3 separate regions of the Mus musculus genome follow, and regions 2 and 3 are each linked to region 1. The links are chromatin contacts, called in public Hi-C maps. All regions are on one chromosome and are shown on one strand. Each heading gives the region's core, a stretch centred on a gene start, on an enhancer-like site or on the middle of the called end of the contact. The rest is flanking DNA. Distances are from core to core; before and after follow the strand shown.

Evidence for each region. Hi-C and Micro-C count contacts between places; a contact is called where the count stands out from the background.
Region 2: a contact with region 1 is called in a Hi-C map of uterus. The contact joins the enhancer-like site here to the promoter of 4930503O07Rik in region 1. A contact is called at or near these places in 8 of 484 Hi-C or Micro-C datasets (embryonic fibroblasts, myocytes, nephron progenitors and 1 more) and 3 of 115 datasets of contacts at active chromatin or transcription factors (astrocytes, differentiating embryonic stem cells and embryonic basal ganglia).
Region 3: a contact with region 1 is called in a Hi-C map of stem cell-derived neural stem cells, with 1.9 times the contacts expected there. The contact joins the enhancer-like site here to the promoter of 4930503O07Rik in region 1. A contact is called at or near these places in 10 of 484 Hi-C or Micro-C datasets (embryonic stem cells, myeloid progenitors, nephron progenitors and 3 more) and 2 of 115 datasets of contacts at active chromatin or transcription factors (astrocytes and embryonic basal ganglia).

The regions. Positions count from the first base shown.
Region 1 is chr1:194,221,211-194,226,091 of GRCm38.p6, forward strand. It overlaps 4930503O07Rik (RIKEN cDNA 4930503O07 gene), which reads right to left and starts at 1,549. Exons shown (of 3, transcript NR_040477.1): 1 at 1,219-1,549.
Region 2 is chr1:193,873,778-193,878,630 of GRCm38.p6, forward strand. No RefSeq gene overlaps it. Among named protein-coding and RNA genes, the nearest start is that of Gm31870, 220 kb to the left of the region's middle. Within about 2 kb of position 2,589, at least 13 of the 459 cell types and tissues checked have an H3K27ac peak or open chromatin away from gene starts, as enhancers often do. A contact at or near this core is called in uterus, where this site is marked.
Region 3 is chr1:193,749,645-193,754,463 of GRCm38.p6, forward strand. No RefSeq gene overlaps it. Among named protein-coding and RNA genes, the nearest start is that of Gm31870, 97 kb to the left of the region's middle. Within about 2 kb of position 2,352, at least 24 of the 459 cell types and tissues checked have an H3K27ac peak or open chromatin away from gene starts, as enhancers often do. A contact at or near this core is called in stem cell-derived neural stem cells, where this site is marked.

The DNA of each region.
Region 1 (4,881 bases), core at 299-2,798:
AGGCTGTAATAATCTCTTTCCCACCTAGCGTCCAGTCTTAGAGGTCAAGTCCTTATAGGGAACTTCTCGATAGTTGCACAAGAAGCTTTGGTCTTCTCAACTCTTGGTTTGAGACAGGACTTGAGGAGACTTTTTTACCTGCCTTTTTTGTTGTTGTTTTTAAGAAAAGTAATAATTTATAAAAGGTCACAAAACGTATATAGTCCCACTTGTGAGTTCCCAAAAGAAATTACACAATGTTTCCAGAGAGTCTGGCTTTAGGAAAGTTTTAGAAACAGGCACTGTTCACTGCTGTTCAGAGAATATGGTAAGTTACATCTATTTTCTTAGTTTCTATTTCTTATTTCTGACTTGGATGAAAATGATAGTAACTCTTTCCAAGACCTCTTTAATACAAAGCTTATGGTTAGAACCAAGCTCATTAAACAAATCTTTGTCCAGTGCTGTTCATATTGCCACCCCACATATTTTCAGTTTCTGAAAAACTTAACAAAGAAAATGGAAAATCTATTCTTATTTCACTTTCCTCTTGCTAATTAAGAGGTATTGTTCATTATTATCATTATTTTTAATAGAATACTAGATAGGACTGGAGAGATGACTCAGAGTTCTTGCTCCTTTTGCAAAGAGTCTGTGTTAATTTCCCAGGACCCACATTTGGCAGCTCATACTGCCTGTAATTCTGGCCACAGACGTGCAGTGACTGTCTCCATGAGCACATGTATGTATGTGTCTACACATATACATATACATCATAAACATATGCATATATATATATACATCACATACATATATACAACATACATATACATCATATACATATGCATATACATATACATCATATACATATACACATACACATACACATATACATCATATGCATATACATCATATACATATACATATACGTCATATACATATGCATATACATCTATATCCAGCATACACATTTACATAGCTAAATCTTAAAAGTATGACATACTAAACACAAGTTTTCCAGGAGTTTATCTAGATCATTTCCTCCCACTAATCAATGTTAGAAAAGTGGCAGTTATATTTACTGAGTTAAAACCAAATAGGGAACCTTAAGTTAGAGAAGGAAATAGGTTGAACAGACTTGGCTTCCACCTAGAAATTCTAACAGATCAGGTCCAAAGGCTTTCTAGGATGACAGGACTCTTAGATATAAGACACATGCATATGTTAGGCACAGCATACCCTCCTTGCTGTTCTCGGTGCTTCTCTTAGGTCACAGATGGACTTTTATCACAGTTGTTCTCTCTGCGAAAAATGCCACCTTAGGGTTCCTGCACTTGAGAGTGCAGGAAGTGCAACTGAAGATCAAGTGAAATAGAACAAATAAATGGACTGACTGGAAGGTCCTAACAAAAGCCCTCACAGGTAGTTCTCATCCTGTGTATCTGATGACTCCATGTACCTCTGTGATGCAGATCCTATGAGCATACAGGATGTGACTGCCCAAGATGCCATAGTTGATATGGGAATCTCCCTGAGGGTAGACTGAGGGTAGCTCCTTACATGGCCGGCTGAAGCACTGCTGGAGTGCTAAAGAGAGGTTACTGGCTGAGGAATTAGACACTTACATTGTTGTGTAATAATTGGTGGCATTCATTTTTCATCACGCTGCTCTCCTTTTGAGGAATTCAGATAAACAAGTTAGTTGCCTTTTTCCAGATGCCTCATGGGGTACCAGTGCATCTCTGAGCCCTACAGCGGAACGAAGAAAATGTCAATGTACCAATAAGCAAGAAAGGGTGGTGTCCCTCGTTTTTATGTGTATTTCAGAGTACTTCTGATCCTTGAATAGGGCTTCTGTCGCCGTGGAGATGGGACTCCAGGTTTCTTCCACATTAACTACATGCCCTTTGAGAAGCTTCCTCTGTAAGAATCCAGATGTTCTGTGGCAGCAGAAGTTTTTCAAGGGACGTGCCATCTAGCGGCCGCCATTGTGAAGTGCAGCCTGCCGCTCAGCTGGCCCGTTGCTAAGGGCAGCAGCTGCAGCAGTTCATCTCCCTGTCTGAGGCAGAGAATCATGGGATGTTTACACTGAGAGCGACCTCCAGAGATTTCCTGTCAAGACATCTGCCTCCAACCAGCACGAACAATATGTCTTATGCTTATAGTGTTGTAAAAAAACAGTTACAAATAGTACCACATTTTAATTCTCACACCAGCCCCATGAAAGTTGATGTAATCATTATTTCCGTTTTAAAGATGAAGCTATGATCACTCATAACTTAAGTTTCTTGAGCACAAATCACAATATCTCCCCTTCAAGTCAACCATTTGCTGACCTCAGGAAAATATGTGGGCATTTAGAGACTTAAAAGAGACGTATCTAGTCCATCCTACATCTGAGTTTTTGCTGGAAAATCAGGCCAGTGTTTGGAGCTGAATTTACATAAATAGCTTTGAGTTATGAGCAAGTTTATTCTACCTGAAAATTTATCTCCAAAATTCTCTGTCAATGGACAAATCAAAGGGTCTGTGTGAAGGTCTCAGAAAGAATTGCCATGAGCCAACTATGGAGAGGAGGGGCTGAGTCCAGCAGCTGGGTTGATGAGGCACCTGGGAATACAGGAGAGGAGAGGGTATCAGAACAGGACTTGTAAGAAGAAATTAAGCCAGATATAACGGCGATGTGAAGTCACTGGGCACATCTAAAGTTCCTGCTTTAAATATTCAGCAGTCTTTGGGGAAGGAAATGAATTAGCCAATAGGGCCATCAGACAGCTGAATGAAAAGAGTGTTTGAAAGTAGGGGAGGGGGGGATCCACTATTTACTTACTCAGCAACCATTAGAGACTCTAGTTTCTCACAGAGGTTGAAAGCTCTGTGTCTGAAATCCTCTGACCTACTCTTGTGAGCATACATTTAAGCATGTTTGTGTGTGTCCATGGGGAGGGTGTGTGATCCACATGTCTATGCATATGTGTGGAGGCCAAGGTCAACGCCCTGTGTCTTTAAAGCTCAGGGGCTGTTCACCTTGTATTTTGAGGAATGGTTTTTTCACAGAATCTGGAGCTCATTGATTTGGCTAGCCTGGTTGCCTAGCAAGTATCAGGAATGTCCTTGTCTTTGCCAACCCAGCCCTAGGATTATAGGCCTGCACAGTCAGGGTAAGGTCTAAGTGTTTAGTGACTGAGCCACCTCCCCCCTACCCCCACAATCATGAAACATACTCCAATCTACCTATCATCTACTTCATTTCATCCTCTCAGGTAGATGCTGGAGGACAGTGCTCTCAGCAACCTGTATCATCCCAGGGTAATCTTAGGCTGAGTTGCAATCCTGTGGGATTGAGTTTAGAAAGGGAGATATTGCCATTGGAGGCCTGGACTTGTAGGCTGCAATAGCAATTGGGGATGTTTTTTTTTCAGATATTTGCTTGATAAATAAAAAATATGTATTTATAAAGGAAAAAGCTATATCCATATTTAGGGGGGCTGTAAAAATTGGTTTCTTTGATTGAAGACAGACAGGAATAGGAGTCTTTCTACACAGACATCCTCTCTACTGAGTTCTCTGAAATCATATTCAGAGCTTTTATACATGGAGGTTGGAAAGAGATTTCCCTTCCTCCAATATAGGCTGCCTCTGGTGCCAGATGAGTCCTAGATAGGAAATCAAGCAGGATGTAAGCTCTGTGGTACTGCCTCTAAGAATTGGGAGGGGGTCAGAGAAAGAGGGGACTAGACTGCTCCTGGTGCTGCACTGAGGGATGAGCCGAACAGGTCACATGTGCTGCATCTTCTCAAGCTCATGCCTATGCCTCAGCCTGCTCTTTACCCAAGGAAGACAACAGAGAAGCATTTCTGGGCTCATTCCTACCCCAGATCCCTATCAGGCAATATGTTGAGTTCTTTCCTCATGAATGAATTGCAGTCTGTTTCAGTTCACAAAGATACCCCCTTTTCTACTCAGAATTTAGGAAGTCTGGTAACCTCCACTGTGGGGGAACACACTGTTCCCCAGTCTGTTCTTGAGGGAAATGAAAAGCCAGAAGATTTTCATCTTATGCTGGTCTCCCTCCTCTTGATCTTCGACACTCAGAGGAACCAGGGAGCTCCTTCCCCTGTCAGTCTTCACACAGCACGTTGAGAAGATGTGTTCAGAGCCAGCCAAGATGATAGCACTGTGTTGGTGCTAGACCCCAGATCTGGAGACCCCACACTCATGTGTGCAAGTTGTAGAAGCATGTATGCCTCTATGAACATGGGCAGCAAGATCTCATGTTCATTCACAAACCTTGTTAAAGGGTTGGTTATGAACCAGACATTCTGGGTAAATATTTTTGTGCTTGGGGGACTTTCATGATAGTTCCCAAAAGCTGTTCTTCAATACATCTTATAAAACTTGCAAGACCCCCCCCCCCCCAAGCATGCTGGCGTCTGAACTTACTATTTTTACAGAGACAAATGTGTTTATCTTTCTCCCCATATCACAAAGCACTTCTCTTCAGCTTTAAATCAAACATCTGGCCCACCCTGTCCATAATGCCTTTCCTGATGTTCTCTGCCAAATATTCATGCCAACATATCGACTTTATTTCCAATGCTGCCAGCTTGGTGTTGTGGGAAGAAAATAAATCTAATATGAACCTGTGCACAAATTCATTCTTCACTACTCACTAGATTATTAACCTTGCTTAAGGCCTTTTATTCCAGTTTCCTCACAAGATAAAAGGAATAATGAGGGCATGATGAGACGACCACAAGCCCCCACTTACAGGAGGGGGGGTATGCTGTGTCTTTGGCTGTGTGCCTTTATGCAAATGAGACATAGAGATCCTATGAGCTGGGCAGCAATGGTCCAGAGAAAAATCTCTCTGAAGTCTGGAGTTGTAAGAATAATGAAGTC
Region 2 (4,853 bases), core at 1,339-3,838, 350 kb before region 1:
CTGTGGACAACCTGAAGCAGCCCCATATCCCACACCTGGGATTAAAATGAAAATATATTCTTATAATATTTCTATTTTTTTAAGAAACCAAAATTCCAAAATTGCCACTACAGATTTTTGGTGTATATAAGGACACAGCAATGCTATTAGGTTCCTGCAATATCTTCAGGAAGCGATATCAGTGTCTCCCTAATCCTCTTTCGACATTCTAATGATAACTCAAATATAGATATTTTTCCCAAAGTCACTGCCTTATTCCTGTGTGAAAACATGTCACCACATTTCAGCCATCCCTTTGTTTCTTCTTATGCTTTTCAGAAGTGCCTCATAGGAGGAGTCTATCTATAGACATGGGGCTCTAACTAGATATTTTCACTTCTACTTAATTGGCTAAAATCTTAAATGAGAGTGATCAGGATACTAAAATCTTGGTGATACTACTATTAACATTTTTAATCACAGAATTCCCATTTATTTCAACCCTTTCACTCTTGGATCTATGCCAATCTCCTTGCTTTGAAGGAAAAAAAAAAGAAAGAAAAGAGATCTTTAATTCAGCAATATTTTAGAAAGAAAAAAATATCACTTAGTATATAATTTAGTCGATGGCTTTTTGGAAGAAGAAATAATTGCAACTCTTAATCCTATTTTACTAAGTTCTAATTTATTCTTTCAGAAACACCACAAGTACCAGGTTGCTGAGCCAAGCTGGATAAAGGCTAGATCTAGCTGCTGGTGGTATTAGAAATACATCTGTCACTAGGAGGGCCAGAAACAAAGAAGCAAGGAGGAAAAGGAAGAACATAGAGGCCTAGCATTTGGAGATTCTAAAGATGTGTGTGTGTATGTGCATGTTTGTATGTATGTATGTATGTATGTATGTATGTATGTATATGTGTGTGTATATATGTGTGTGTTTTTGTATTTTTCTGTGTCTATATATGTATGTGTGTATGTGTATGTATATGTGTGTGTATGTGTGTTTATGTGTATGTATATATGTGTGTATGTTGTGTGTATGTATGTATGTGTATATGTGTGTATGTGTGTGCATATCTGTATGTATATGTGTGTTTGTGCATGTTTGTATGTATGTATGTATATATATGTATGTGTATCTATATGTGTATTTTTGTATTTATCTGTGTGTATGTGTGCATATGTATATATATGTATATGTTGTGTGTATGTATGTTTGTGTATACGTGTGTATGCGTGTGTGTGTATGTGTATGTATATGTGTGTGTGTGTGGTGTATGTATGTGTGTGCACATAGAGGTAATGAGGGAGACATATGCCCATGAGAGGAGGCTGACAGAGTAAAGAAGCAGTCCACAGACAGGAAGTAGAGTCTTGGTAGGAAGGAAGTTACTTCAAAAATGGTTACTTTGATGAGCTGGAACTTCAGTTTTCAAAGGGTCTGGTTATGCCTTATTTGTATGGATCTTTAAGATTGACTTCTGAAGGTATAGATTTCTTAACCATGGTTCTCCCCCGGTGAAACTGCAATTACATACTACCTTTTACTATTGAACTTAAAAGTCACTTAACAGATACCTATAATTTGTAAGTCATTGTGGACAGAGTGGAGATAAAGAGGATCTGATTCTTCCTTGTGCTTCACACATACTGAGGGCCTGTGAGTCAGTCCAGACATAGCATGTGCCTCCACCTATGTCACACATACTGAGGGCCTGTGAATCATGTACATAGTATGAGCCTCCACCTATATTGTACACACTGAGGGCCTGTGAATCAATCCACAGATAACGTGGGCCTCTACCTATATCCCCGATGAATGTAGGCTGAGGCAAGAACTGAGGCAGTGGGATGGCTCTAACATCCTTTCTTAAGTCCTCGGCTCTTGACAGGAAATAGAGTACTGGCTTTCAAACCACTTCCCAAATACGAGTCAGGGCAAGGAGTCCCAGGAATAGCCTCGGCAAGAATGCACAGGTCTTCTGTGCCAGCTTCAACTAGGCAGTTTCCTTTCTGGCTGACACACACATTGGGATTCTACACGTGGCACTGTTACTAGAAAGGTTTCAGTTCTTCACAAGATTAGATGTTCTAATGAGGTAATATTACAAAGCATTGAATGAAGTCCAAGATCTCATATTTGGAGTCATGGAACTCAGACATCCACAGCTTCTTTGAAGAGAGCAACTTTGGTTTGGAATTCACAAAATCATCAAGAACTTGTATAGAATCTCAGACTAGACTCAGTCTTCTGTAGACCACACACTCTCTAGAGGAGGCCTTTCCCTTCATGACCGGAAGCAGCAGATGGGCAAAGGGAAGAAGAATATCTATTTGTCTCTGTGTAATCCTATGAGAAATGAAGCTCAGAGTAGTGAAGACTTTGGCTCAACAGGATATGGTAAAATAACTGCAAGTTGAGGGAAAATTCCAGGACTTGAAAGCTTGATTGTGTCCTGTTGAGTCAAGAAAGGGCAGCAGTGTTTGCCTGCAGGCATCTGTTTCCCCTCACTCCCAGTCTTCTGCCTAGTTGTGAGCCACAGAGCTCATCACTTTCCAAGTCAAGCTGTTGGCAGCCTTGCATTCTGGCTGTTCCCTTTAGTACTATGAGAGGAACAGTTCCCTCCTTTTTATCTTGCTTTCCCCTCTTGCCTTAAGAGGTAAGGAGAGAGTTCAGAGCACTGCTGTGTGCCCAAGAGCCCAGGACAAATGATTACAAGAGGCTGGCCATGCTGAGAAGGCTTCTCTACTTCCCTCTTGCTCCCCAAACCCTAGCCCCATGGGGTTATTTATGTTGTCAGGGCATTTCTTTTTTTATTTAGAGAAGAAAAGAATCAGCCTTGTATCAGAACAAGAGTGATGAGTCAACAGGACTGTTCAGTGTCAAATGACTTCCTACAATCACATCTTTACCAGTGTTTCTTACAGCAGCGGGGTTGCAAGCATGCAGTGACACTGCTACCCAAAATGCTCCTCTGTGCTGGTAGCCTTGCATTCTGGCAGGTCCCTCTTATCTCACTCCTAACATAGTCCAGGATGCCTGCCTTTCCTGTGGTCTTGAATGCTGGCTTAGTGAGCCCAGACTATTCTTCTGATCCGCAATTGTGTATGTGTGTGTGTGTGTGTGTGTGTGACACACACACAGAGAGAGAGAGAGAGAGAGAGAGAGAGAGAGAGAGAGAGAGAGAAAGAGAGAGAGAGATGGAACCTGTGGTAAGCTAGTGGGTAATGCAATTTTGATTGGATAATTTTTTAGATGATATAAACATTAGGGTTTGGGGCAGTGTCAGACATCAGAAGATGATCATATTTAAGAATGTAAATAGCATTGAAACATATCTGCTTTAATCCCTTCCTGTCATAGATAAGGAAGCTGAGACTCAAATCAATTCAGTAAGGATTTATTGACTTTTCTGCTGTGTGTAAAGGATTGTGTTCAGCCTATGTGGCCAAATGACTTTTTCAAAGGCTTTCAACTTACTAGCAGCAGCAAAATGCTAAATGGCTTCACTTTCTCTCAGATCTTCCTGTCACCACTCTAAAATTTGAATGTTGTCATAACTGTCTTGCTATGTAGTATATGAGAAGGGGAGGACAGACAGACAGACAGAGGGGTGGGGGGAGTGTAGCTAGGAGAGGTATACTGTATCTAAACTGGCGACAGTAAACCAGGGTTGCTGGCATTTGCTTAGGGTTACACCGACTTCCATTGCATTTTCAGTCCCTCCACCTATTATACAACCTTGGCTCAACTTCACAGTCATTTTCAGATTTATTTTGTCACATTAAAATGTACAATAAATATGCTTAAAGCTTAATTTTAAAGAGTGTATGCGGACTCACAGATGGTTTATTTAGTGTGTTTGTGTATGTGTGTGTGTGTGTGTGTGTGTGTGTGTGAGAGAGAGAGAGAGAGAGAGAGAGAGAGAGAGAGAGAGAGAGAGAGAGAGAGGAATGGTTAAACACAGGGTCTTATATAATTTAGATGAGCACTTTACCACTGAGGTTTAGCCGTAGCTTAATTTAGAGGTATGCTATGCTTCTCTCCTGCTTCCATTCTGTCCAAGAAGCCAGAGTAAAGGCTGTTGCTTATATCCTCCCACTTCTCTGCCTCCTAACCAGGCTTGGTGCCTTCCTCATGTCTATGGATTCTGTGCTACTGTCTCTGAAAATCTGTAAAAAGACAAGTACATCTTCAGTGGCAGCTCCCCAGGACATGGCATCTCAAAAATAGGAAAAATAATATGGTCTATACCACAAATCATAGAGTGTTTCACAAAGCATTCGTATGTAAAGGTCCCAGTAACCTTCATATATCACAAGATCCCCATGGAATACTGTGTATGAAGTCCCTGTATATCTAGATATGAGTAATATCTATTTCTGTTTTTCAAGAACCTAATCACAAAGACTTGTCAGAATGAGGTGAAACATGGAATTTTTTTCTCTGACAGGAGAAGACTTTAAATTAATGGTTCTCAACCTGTGGGGTCACATGTCAGATATCCTGCATGTCAGATATTGGCATTATAATTTGTAACAGTAGCAAAATTACAGGTATGAAGTAGCAATGAAATAATTTATCATTTGGGGGTCATTACAACATGAGGAACTGTATTAAAGCGTTGTAGCATTAGGAAGCTTGAGAAATGCTGCTTCAAATGATGGAGAAACAAAGACTCAAATTAAGTTTTCTGAAAAATAGCCCAGGGCTGGGCTTTCAGTGGGACTCATGAGTTGGGGCTTACCATGGCCTGTCTGCAGAAGAGGAGACAAAGCATGCTTGGATGCCCTGACACAGTCCCTACCAGCTATCACTTAATATCTGGGATTCTGTTCATGTGCTACTTAGGGAAAAATATTCATTTCTTTCT
Region 3 (4,819 bases), core at 1,102-3,601, 470 kb before region 1:
ACCCAGCTGACAAAATGCTGCCATTTAAGAAGACCCTAGCAGAGCTTTACTCTTTAATTTTTCTGCTCATTAAGCCTTCACTTCTGAGGTGTGAAAATGACTCCAGGCTGGTAATAAACTGCTGGGCAAGTCATTATTTTAAAAATGATCTTTCTCCCAAAGGGGCTGGAGTGGCACAAAGCAGGATTGCTCCTAGATCAGCTCCTGCAGGACAGTGAGTGTTGTGATGGATGTTTCAGTTATCATAAGAAGAAAGGGCCGTCTACTTACAGTCAGGGAGACGAATGCCAAGTGCTCAGACCTACTCAATAATCACAATAGCCTATTTTTTGGAGAGGGGAGATGGTGCGTTTCAATGGGGCAAATTACAGTATTGTTAACCTTCATATTAAAATGCAAAGGGAATGGAAGGGCACAGAAAAGATCCAAGGAGACAGAAGTCAGTCTTCTTAGAGGTTTTGTGATATTAAAGAAGAGACATTGAATGAGCTGGAATAGTACTAATGTTATTAAGAATAGAAATAAAAAAGACCTCCAGGAGCATTTATCTTTTCTTTTGCGAGAACTGAGTCCTATGCAGACGACACCTCTGCAGCGTTGATTTTGCTTTTTGCCATCAAGTGAGTGATGGGCAGAATAGTCTTCCCTGACTTCCAGAGACTGTGAGTCCCAGACCTTCAGAACATTAACTTTCTATATCCTGTCATAACCCTCTCCCCATTTCTGACCTGTCCCTTCTTTTTCCCCTATTTTTCTTCCAGTTGTTTATTCCAAGTGATGATTATAATCTCCCATGGGCACCATAACTGTCATGTAATCCCAGCATTCCTTTTTAAGTAAAGTGAGTTAGGGCCTATTGATTTTAAAAACTTTTGATCACACTATAGAGCCCATTTAGAATAATCACAGAGCCTATTATTGCTGCCTCTTTGCAGCTGGTGGAGTGAGTAGCAAGGGGTGAGGGACAATTTGACTGTGGATCAAATGTCATTCTTAGGACACAGTTCCTCATCTGTCATTTTTTTGAAGCTTCTAAGCTGCTGTCAGTGGCAGTAGGAGTGGTCATGGAGGCTTAGCTCCATGCTGGCTGCTATATCTAATGTGTGAGAAGTTCTAGCTCTCTCAGGCAAAGCTGGATTCTTGAATCACTGCAGAAGACAATTCCAGGATGAGACAGTATAAAATAGGTTTTAAGGTTGTGATGAAGAGACTTTTACATGGATTTATCCATCGGCATTAATAGCAGGAGGTACCTAGCAAAAGACAGTACCTACCCAAGTGTGGGTGTGGGCTTCTCAAAAGAGAGACACGCTGAAAAGTCGTAGCCATTGCCATCTGTGCTGATTAATCCTTCTGTTAACTCGACAGAAGCTAGAATCACCTGAAAGTGGGGCCTCCTAATGATCTATATGGAGAGAGTCCAACCCACTGTGGGTGGTGCCATTCCTGAGGTAGCAATGAGTTGTGTAAGAAAGGCTGAGTATGTCCTGGGAAGCAGGCCAGAAAGTAGCATTTCTCTATGGTTTCTGCTTCAGTTCCTGCCTCCAGCTTCCTGCTCTGACGTCTCTTTACTACAGACTGTAGTCTGCAAAGTGGAAAATGAACCCATGCTTGCCTGCCCCAGTTGGTTTTGATCAGGGTTCTATCACAGCAACAGAAAGCAAACCAGGACACCATGTTTGGATTTTGTGGCTTCTGAAGTTACTTTGCTCAAAGGGTTTCTAAAGAATCTCCTTATACCCCCATTTTTATTTGGTAAAACCATAGAATACAAGGACTCACAAGTAAGCTAAGGCTTCTTTAAAACTGTAAGTGAAGAGCATAGTCTTATTTGTGAGATTCTCAGAAAACTGCATGTTTAGAGCTGGAAAAGAAGATAGGCCATGCTTGAAAGGCATATATATATATATATATATATATATATATATATATATATATATATATATACATAAATATATATATATATCCTCAGCATACTCAATTCCATGCTAGTTTATCACTCATTCTCAAGACATTTCTCTATGCAGACAGCCTCAAAGCAAATTTTAGCAATTGTGTTGGAATTCATAACTTTCAGCTGTTGAGAGACTTCAGCCAGACTCTACGGTGTAGGACTCTTTCCTTAGCCCACGTCCTCTTCATTTTCCCTTTATATTCAGTCTCACGACCCCTAACCCAGACCACATGAATCAACCAAGGAGCATACTGAGAGAGAAGCTGGGCTGTTTGATGGCAGAGAGGCACGGAGCCATATAAGGAAGTATTTTTCTGGATTCAGCTGCAGCTGTAGTCCAAGGGAACCTAGCGACAGCTCAAGCTGACAGCAGAAAGGGGGGTTTGTCCACACGGTGCTGCTGGTGAGGGCATGCATACATAATGCAGGACTCAGGAAGGTTCTAAAGAAAGTGCAGTAGGGTTGAATTCCCTGCAGGAAGTGCCTGGGATGAAATCCAAGTTATGATTGTACCCTTGGATGTTGGAGATGCCAGCAGCATGTGATACCTTCTGTGGTATCCTGCAGGCACCCAGGGAGAAGCCACATGTGCTGCAAATGGCAAGTCCACGGGGGCTGGGCTATAGAATTGTTTGCCTTGATAAGTTCAGTCTTTCCTTGCTATCCCTCCTACTCCTTCCTCTTGGGATGGTAATTGCGACACGACTCGACTCTGTGCCATTATATATTGGAAGTATGTAACTTTCTGACTTCCTAGAGGCTCACAGTGAAAAGATTGCTTTTAGTCCCAGTGGAGACACTGTTTTTGAACACTGCTGAGACACTTAGGACTTTTGGTTTTAGACTAAATTTGTTTTGTATTATAGGATGGCCATGCGCCTTTGGGAGTTAGGTAGAATATTATAGTTTGATTGTGAAATGTTCCCCACATGCTAATTGTATGAGTACTTGGTCCCCAACTTGTGGCACTATTCTAAAGAATTAGGAACCTTTGAAACTTGTGGAGACAGGTTACTAGGGGTAGGCCTTTGAGGTTTTGTCTACCTCTGGTTCTGTCTTTCTGTCTCTCTTTCCTGCTTGGTGTCAAGTGAATAAACCTCTGCTGCACAGAGCTGCTCCTCAACCATGAGCTCCACATGAACTCCCATGTCTTTCCACCATGATGGGCTGTGTGGTGGTTTGTATAAGAATGACCCCGATAGACTCATAGATTTGAATTCTTGGTCACCAGGGAGTGGCACGGATATGGGTGTGGCCTTGTTGGAGGAGGCATGGCCTTGCTGGAGTAGGTGTGGCTTTTTGGAGGAAGTGTGTTACTGGGGCCTGGGCTTTGAGGTTTCAAATACTCAAGCCAAGCCCAGGGCCTCTCCCTCCCCACACTGCCTTCTGAGATGCAGAAATCTCTGCTGTTTCTCCAGCACCAGGTTTGCCTGTGTACTGCCATGCTTCTCATCATGACAATAATGGACTAAACCTCTGAGTGTAAGCCAGGCCGGATTAAATGCTTTCTTTTGTAAGAGTCACTGTGGTCATGGAATCTCTTCATAGCAATAGAATTGACTTAGACAGACTGCGCCTCTGCCATGGTAAGTCAGAGCAAGCATCTCCTTTCTTATGCTATTTCTGTTGGGCATTCTGCTCATAGCATGAAAAGTAAGTAATGCGCCATGGGAGCAACTTAAATGCCGTATATGTATGATGTAATATGACATATATGTGATATCTATGATACATAATATATGATCTATATCACACACATACATATTCATACATAAATATGCATATGTAAATGTACACATATGCATAGGCATATTCAGGAAATCTTGTCATGTGAAGCTACATGGATGATCACATGTCACAAGAGTATACTGAATAATTCTACTTATGTAAGACATCCAACCTCATTAGACACATAAAATCAGAAATTAGATGGTTGGCTTACAGGGCCTAGGGTGAAGGGACATAGAACTTCTCTGCTCAGTACACATAGACTCAGGTATGCAAGGTGACATACTACTAGATCAATTCTGTGACAGTGTGCTTGGGATAGACAATTTTGAACTAGCCTTTCAAAATTTTCAGAGCGTAGATTTCACAGTTTTAAAACACAATGCAGGGGTCTGGGGAGATGGCTCAGTGGTTAATAACACTGACTGCTTTTCCAGAGGTCCTAAGTTCAGTTTCTAGCAACTACATTGTGGCTTACAACCATTTGTAATGTAATCTGATGCCTTATTCTGGTGTGTCTGAAGACTGCAACTGTGTACTCATATATATAAAATAAATAAATCTATAAAAAAGAAAACCTACAATGCATAAAAATTAAAAGCTCAGGAAGACGGGAAACATGATGACCTTGGCTGAAACAACATAGGTGTGTTGCTGTTAATTGGCTATGGATTGGTGTTAGCACTTGTTTGTTGTCTAGGAATTAAGGTCATTAGAAACTCAAGTTTCAATTGCTTTACTAACAAAATCATCACCAAACCTAAATTGCCAGTGTCACTACTATCTTTATCTTTGCCTTTACCACTATCACTGTTATTACCCCCTTCACTACCATCCCAATCACCGTTATTACTACCATCATCACCACCATCAGCAGCAGCACTATGATTGTCATGAAATCACTACCACCATCACCATTATCATACCTCCACCATCATTAACATCACCATCATTATCACTACCATCACCACCATCACCATCATCATCACCACCATCTCTACTATAAACAACAACAACAACAACAACAACAACAACAACAACAGCAACAACAGCAACTCCGTGCTCTTTCCTGCTCCTTGATCAGTGGGGGTGGAATGTGTGAGCTTGCTTCCAGATGGGCTATACCTGTGAGGTCTA